Regions from separate parts of the Zea mays genome. Here region 1 is linked to region 2. The links are chromatin contacts, called in public HiChIP or PLAC-seq maps. All regions are on one chromosome and are shown on one strand. Each heading gives the region's core, a stretch centred on a gene start, on an enhancer-like site or on the middle of the called end of the contact. The rest is flanking DNA. Distances are from core to core; before and after follow the strand shown.

The links. HiChIP or PLAC-seq counts read pairs in DNA pulled down with a chosen protein or histone mark.
Region 1: a contact with region 2 is called in an H3K4me3 HiChIP or PLAC-seq map of leaf, with 7 times the contacts expected there. The contact joins the enhancer-like site here to the promoter of LOC100272511 in region 2. A contact is called at or near these places in 13 of 25 Hi-C or Micro-C datasets (bundle sheath, ear, endosperm and 4 more) and 2 of 3 datasets of contacts at active chromatin or transcription factors (leaf and seedling).

Annotation. Positions count from the first base shown.
Region 1 is chr5:29,073,716-29,077,289 of Zm-B73-REFERENCE-NAM-5.0, forward strand. No RefSeq gene overlaps it. Among protein-coding and RNA genes, the nearest start is that of LOC111589414, 4.2 kb to the right of the region's middle. Within about 2 kb of position 1,611, at least 18 of the 20 cell types and tissues checked have an H3K27ac peak or open chromatin away from gene starts, as enhancers often do. A contact at or near this core is called in bundle sheath, ear, endosperm and 5 more, where this site is marked.
Region 2 is chr5:29,003,805-29,007,313 of Zm-B73-REFERENCE-NAM-5.0, forward strand. LOC100272511 reads right to left here and starts at 1,373. Exons shown (of 4, transcript NM_001348794.1): 1 at 1,032-1,373; 2 at 1-902. The coding sequence starts at 812.

The sequences.
Region 1 (3,574 bases), core at 361-2,860, 70 kb after region 2:
ACAACCGAGGCCCGTCCAAGCGCACGTGGCCCCACGGCGGCAGCCGACAGCGACCCTTAATTCACGGGCGCGCGGTATTCCCCACCCACCCACGCCTCCCCGTCCCGCTGCTTTCCGCGGCGCTGTGTTTGCTTGCGTGCTGATGTGGCGCGGCCGCATCGGCCGATCGGCGGCGCGCGGTGCGTCTGCTCTTCGCCGCTGCGGATCACGGGGGGTGTCTGTCATCCGGAAGAGAAATACTCTGGTTCGCGGTCCTGGGTCCCTCGGTCGGACCGGGACGTGGAGGTGGGGCTGGAGCTGGACGTGGTCCGGGCGTGTCGTGTCCGGCTCCGGCCAGGACCACGTACGTACGATACGACGTCGCTGTAGCGTTCTCTGCAAGGACGCTTTCCTGTCGCGCGGCAGTGACGGTTGTTTTTTCATGTGTGCGCTGCTCTGGTAGCCGCCTGTCAGATACTCCAGTATATACAGAGGACACATACATCATGTACAATTATTTATTTACTTATTTATATGGTGCAAACGTACAATCAAATTATTCCAAGCATTTTCTTTAGACCTAATGATTTTCAGAAGATGCTTTTAAAATAAAAACATATACTAAAATAAACATTATTTAACGTTATCTGTTGGAGGCCTTCGTATTCCGAAGGTTCTTAAAAACATGATTAACAATGTTTTCCAAGTGTGATATATTTATAGGAACCTTCGGACTCGTAATGAAGATGTACACAATATGTAAAGCATGGTCGGGACGAATATTGAACCGGTTCCGAAGCTACGCGCAAGGAAGCTTCGGCTCAGCAGCAAAAAAAAAAAGGAACCGACTTAAAGAGGAAAATGCTATCTAGTCCTCGATAGATTGTCCTTAAGTCAATAGTAAACATAAAGGGCATGAATGTAATTTTACACAGCCTGCGCCCTGTGTCTATAAATAGATGTTCACGCTGACTTGTATTCATTCGTGTGTCACGCTTGGACTTTTACCTTCTGTCAAGCCGAAAGTACAGATGTAATTCAATATTTTTTATGTTCATTCATGATGATATAGTAAAGATATATTAACAATATCATATGGATTAATGTTATTTCTCATGTTTCATATGCTTCTTATTTCATTAATATATGCTACGATGATGAATGTACGTCCTTCATGACCTTCGTCTGAAGATCATTATATCTTACAGAGGATAATGCTTCGAAGGACGAAGAATTTTAACCATTAATATTTTATGTTGCCTTATTTTTAACTTATAGTATTTGAGAACAACTCACCAACATTATCAATTACCTATTACATTATAAATATGTGAACTAAACTGTACATAAGGGGTTATTTGTTTTGCGGACTCACAGTCACTTACCTGCTAAGCAAAATATCTTAGCCCCAGACGATCAAAATCGGACGCCTGTCTGGGAGCGCTGTCTCTGTCTGGGGAGAGACAGCTCTGGCGCGGAGCAAACCAAGCCGACCCTGACAAGTTACCAGGACACCCTATCATTGTATTCCTACGGTCTAGTACGTCCGACATACGAACACTACTGTCCACCGTACCACTGTTAACCGATCCACGCACTATTGCATCCGGCCAAGCCTTTTTGACTGTACAACCGGAACGGAGGCTCTGACACAGCACAGCGCGCACACAGTGCCCCGTTCTCCAACACCACGCCGCTCTACGTGTAGGAAAGGAAAGGAAAGGAATTAAAGGAACGGAACGGAACGGAGCTGAGCGTCTGCTTGCGTACGTATAGCGTAGCGACGATGCGTATCCTAGTCGTTTTCGTGTCCAGTTGGCGTCATTTATGCTGCCGTCCCCGTCACTGTCCCGCTACGCGACGCGACGCGGGGCCCGCCGGACCGGATCCCCCGGACGACCGTCCGTTTCGCTCTCCGTCGTTTGCCGCCGATGCCGGCGTTTCCAGTTTTGGCCCGCGTCGTTCGCTGCGGCGTCGTCGCGGTGCGTCGCATGACTGTCATGTGCGAGGGAATGGAATGGAAGAGACAAGGCGACATCATCCGCTGTTTCGGAGGTTGGTACTTGGATGGTCACGTACGTGTGTTGTGTTGGGTCATGATTTGGTGAGGTCAGTTTTTAGTAAGAGTTTCATGTCGAATAATTGATAGACATAAGCGTTTTTTAAAATAATGTTGATGATACGTAATGTTTTTAAGTTAAAAAAAAGAGTTTTACATGGATCAAAACTCTTTTTGGCACGATTACCGACATGAAATTAAATATTTATTTATAAAATTATAGTAAGAGTTTTACCTTAAATCTCTGCTTTATACCAACTACCATATATTCTATTATTTATTTCACCTCACTCTTACCGGCCTCCCACCGCGATTGCCTCCAGCCTCGCATCCGGTCCCACACTCCCACCTCTAGGCTTCCAGTAGCACGGAAGGGGGACGCCGCAAATAAAGTTTTCGTGGTCTCTCTCAACTTCACGGTATATATTGGATATGAGAGCATATCCTATAGGCAAACAAGTCATGTGTTCTCATACGCAAAATACATTCAACCCATCCGTCCAGTACCTAACAGTGCTGTGTTCTATTTTTAATGAACAGCACCAACGTGGAGAGCATAGGAGGACTTATTTGTAAAATGTCATAACACCGTTGGATATAAAACGGATCGACTGGATGCATTTTGCGCACGAGAACACCTGCCTTCTTTGCCTATCCATATTTGATAGAGTAAGCCGCTGCAGGAAATTTTTACTGCATATGTATGACTCGATCTGTGTAGCGTCTCATTTAAGGTTCGCCGGTGCAGATAGCCTTAGTCTCATTTAAGGAGTAGTAGCCTGGGAGGACTTGGGGAGTAGTACAAGAAGAAATCAGTGGCAGGGTTTCAAAGATTGCCTCGGGATCGGCAGTTTTGACCGCAAAGCATGCATGCATATGCACGCAGCAAGCGAGACGAGGTGGGCAGGCAAGGCACCGACGAATGATATTAAAAATCCTATCCTATTTACTCCAGCAATTTCTTCGGTGCGCAGCCAATGCGTGACGTCGCCCGGAGCTAGCGGTGCGGAGCTGACCCAACCTGGGGGGAAGGGGGGCATCGCGCGCCCTCGGAACTGCCGTCCGGAACTCGTATGCCTCCCGAGCCTGCACGGCTAGGGCTGGAAAATTAGCTCGAGGCTCGCGAGCCGGCTCGAGCTCGGAGCGGCTCGCGAGCCTCGAACGAGCTGAGCCGAGCCTCTTCTTCGAGCTCGTTTTTGCAGCGAGCCGAGCCGAGCTGGCTCGTTCCAGCTCGTGAGCCTTGCAAAAATGGTCAATTTATGGAATAATAATGAATATTAGATAATTTTATGGATAATAGCTTATTTTTTAGTATTTGATGATGAATATATTACAAGTTATCATTTAATTTACTCATAATGTAGAATGATGATTCTATATTTCAAATTTATATAATGTTAATTCACCAAATAATGCAACGAAAAGTACCAAAATATGGCTCGCGAGCCGAGCCGAGCCGGCTCGCGAGCCAAGGTCGAGCCGAGCCGAGCCTCTTTCACCAGCTCGTGGAATGGACGAGCCGAGCCGAGCTCGTTC
Region 2 (3,509 bases), core at 123-2,622:
ACGTCCGTGATCTCCACCTTCCCCCTGCCTCTCATGTACCCACCAGGACCCTTAGTGATCTTACCTTCCTCGTCCTTCAAGAACGCCGACAAGGCCCCGTACACCGGGGCGTTCCAGCCAGAGATGCACTCCATGCCACCACAGGACACCCGCTTGGCACGGCGTATCCCGACGCACAGCTCGCCATGCTCGGTGCGCAGGAAGACGATGGAGTCCCCGGCGACGAGCTTCTTCTGGTTGACGAACGCGCTCCATCCCGTGGTGAGCAAATGCCGGCGCGGCGTGCCCCGGAAAATGTGGCGGAACTTCCAGACCTCCCCGTGCACGTCCTTGGCGAGCACCGTCTGCACCGGCGGGTCGGCCCGGTAGTCGAGCTTGGGGAAGATGGTCTCGGCGCAGTAGCGCGGCACGGAGAAGCCGCCGCCGTTGTTGGCGTCGGACTGCGTGAGCGTCTTGGCGAAGGAGGACAGCTTCTCCCGGGCGTCCTCGGGGTCGATGCCGAACTCGCGGGGCTCTCCGAACTCCACCTCGCCGGGCGCGGCCGGCACGAGGCGGATCTTGGCGAAGACCTCGTCGGTCTCCGGATCGGCCAGGAAGCGCACCCCGGCGACGGTGCAGAGCACGAGCGGCGGGAGAGGTCGCGCCCGCGCCCCGGCGAGGTCCGTGGCGCCGCCGCCGCCGTGCGCGTGTTCCGCGTGGCCCTGCGGGAAGTAGTAGACACGGGAGCGCACGGGGGGCATCTGCACCATGCCGCCGGCGCACGCGTGCCACAGCTGCGGGTCAAGGCACCTCTCCTCGCCCGCCTCCTTCATGGCCTCCTGACCTCCTCGTCTTCGTCGTGTCGTCTTCCTCCACCGCCGCCACACCCACCAAACGCGATCACTGTCCAGCTGCAGAGCAACCTGCAACGTCTCCCGTTATTTGCGCGAACCCAAGTACTAAACCACCCCACGCAACCCCCACAAAACGGAACTGAACGAAAAGCACGCGATTGAAACGAAACGGACACAGACAGCAGGAGCGAGCGATACCTCCTCTGCGCACGCCCAGGGGTTCCAATTGGCAGATCATGAGGCGGCGCAACCGCTACTCCGGGAGAAACGCTCTGGCACCGGGCAAAGCGGAGTAGGAATGTACACCAGGGCCGGCATCTTCGCGGGCAACGACTCTGTCGTCGGTCCGAGGACACCACCCCCCCAAGCTTGCTCCGGCTGCCCCCGAGCCCCAGGAAGACGGCGAAGAATCGACGGCGGCGAGGCGGGGAGATCAGGAGGTTGACGGTGGTGGCGCGCGCGCTGCGCTGCGCTGCTACAGCGGCACACACAGTGGGTTGGAATTATGGCGAGGCCTCGGACGCCTCTACCTTGTTGTGGTGATGACTGATGAGTGGGCCGCTCTCCCCGCTGCAGCTGCAGTAGCACAGCACCACAGTCAGGCCCCAGTGTGGGAGCGCGACCCCACCACCGGATCCGCCGCGCCCGCGCGAACAGCGAACAGCTGCGCGGCACACGGGACAGCGAGTACCTACTCCCACCACCATCGGGTTCGGGAGAGCATGACCCGCGGGGCCCAGCCTGCCGGGCTGTCGGTGGGGTGAGGCCGGGCAACGCGCGGTGGTGGTTACTCCGTTCCGTTTTTGACGGTCGTGTCTGTTTGAATGAATTCATTCATTCATCCATCTCGAGATGATCAATCATCATCAGATCAGATGCCAGTCCAACAGCCTCCTGCTGGTTCATCAACTGGCCCACAGACTTTACTCGGTTTCAGACAGTGCGTGCCAATACTACTAGTAATGTTTGTTTTCTTTTTTATTAATTATGAAAGGACCTGACGAGGTACTGGAATAACACTTTTTTATATATTTTATTAGGGGCCAGCGAAATTTTCTGCGATCCAAACAGATGGGGGGCGCCCAGTGCATGCATGAAGCCAAAGTTGCCGCGACGGGGTCCAGCTGGACTGATGAAGAGCACACGCTGCTCGCCCCTGTGTAGAAAGCTCGCGCATTTGTGGTCTGGTCTCCTGGACAAGCAAGCAAACCATGACTGGAAACGGACCGGGTCATCATGTGGAATGTCCATTCGATCTCCAAACTCCTTACAGCGTGCGTGAACCGACGCACGCCGTTTCAAGCACATGAACTGAATCATGGGAGGCCATGGGCTAGGGCGGTCTGGCTCACATTTGTAAACGCGGCACACGATTGCATGCGGATTGCGGCGATTGAATTCGAGGGGTGGAACCGTCACCATATTGGTTTGCTTTATTCCGTACAGGCTTCTACTCCAGAGTGTTTTGTCCATATGAATTAGAGTTACAACAGTCAAGAACAACATGTGTGAGGAGGGGCGAATTTCGGCCCCGGCCCCCGGGCCACCTGGGCCGTGGCCCGGGACGAGCCTAAAAATCCTTTTATATATAGGTCTTTTTCAATCAAAAAATTAGTCTAAAATATATTTCAGCCTAAAAATGTGGTCTAAAAGATCTCCTGCTTGCACCGATCGAGCCAGGCGCTGGCAGCCTCACTCAGTCGCTCAAGTCACTAAAACATAGGCTCTTACAATTATTTCGCAAACATGCGTGGCTGTGTTTCCTACATTTGCCATCGGCACGCCGTCTCTATTCAGTCCTCCATCGCTCTCCACACCTTCAGGCTCTACGAATCCGGTAATGGCACAAGGCAGCAACCTCTGAGTTGGCCGGGCGGGCTCTGACTCAGGCATCCGCCACCGCCAGTCCGACCTCCACCTCCGTCGGCCTGCCTCCAGCGTCCCTTCGACCCTATAGCAATGACGCGCGCGGCCTGCACTAGCGCCGCGCCACCGCCCAAATCCGCCCTTGCCATTACATCTTCTCCCAAACTATACAACTTCCCCAACCTGATTCCCTTTCTTTTCTTATTCATAGGCGAGGGCGGAGCGCCTCCCTGGCCAATGGGCAGCGACCACCTGAGCGGCGATCGTTGTGTGCTGAATGTTGACTGTCTGCTGCTATGTGCCCGTGATTCTCCTCTATTGTGAGTAATTGTTCCCAAATGTCTGATTCACTTTTCCTATCTGTCACAGTTCCACTGAATTGTTTTAAATGTTTCTACCCTAAAGTGCGAAAAATTAAAAAACGAGTAGTACATCGTTATATTTGTAGAGTGGCCCGAGACGTTATTTTTACGGAGCTCCACCACTGTGTGTGAGTGTGAGTGTGAGTTATGCTGTTAGGTGGTGGCTAGCTAGGTTTTGTACATAATTTTAGATTTTTCTATACTATACTTAAAGTACCAGTTTCAACGGTCGTTCTGCGTCATTTTTTTACAAATAACCCCTCACATCTATTTGAAATTAACCTGGTCGTTCCAGGTTATTTTTTTACAAATAACCTACCAACCTCCACGTCCCAAACCACATCCGTCGAGTCATTTGGTTAAATCAGCATAAAATGTTAAAAAACGATGCAAGAGGTGGGGTTTGAACCTTTTACAAATAACCCCTCACATCTATTTAAAATTAACC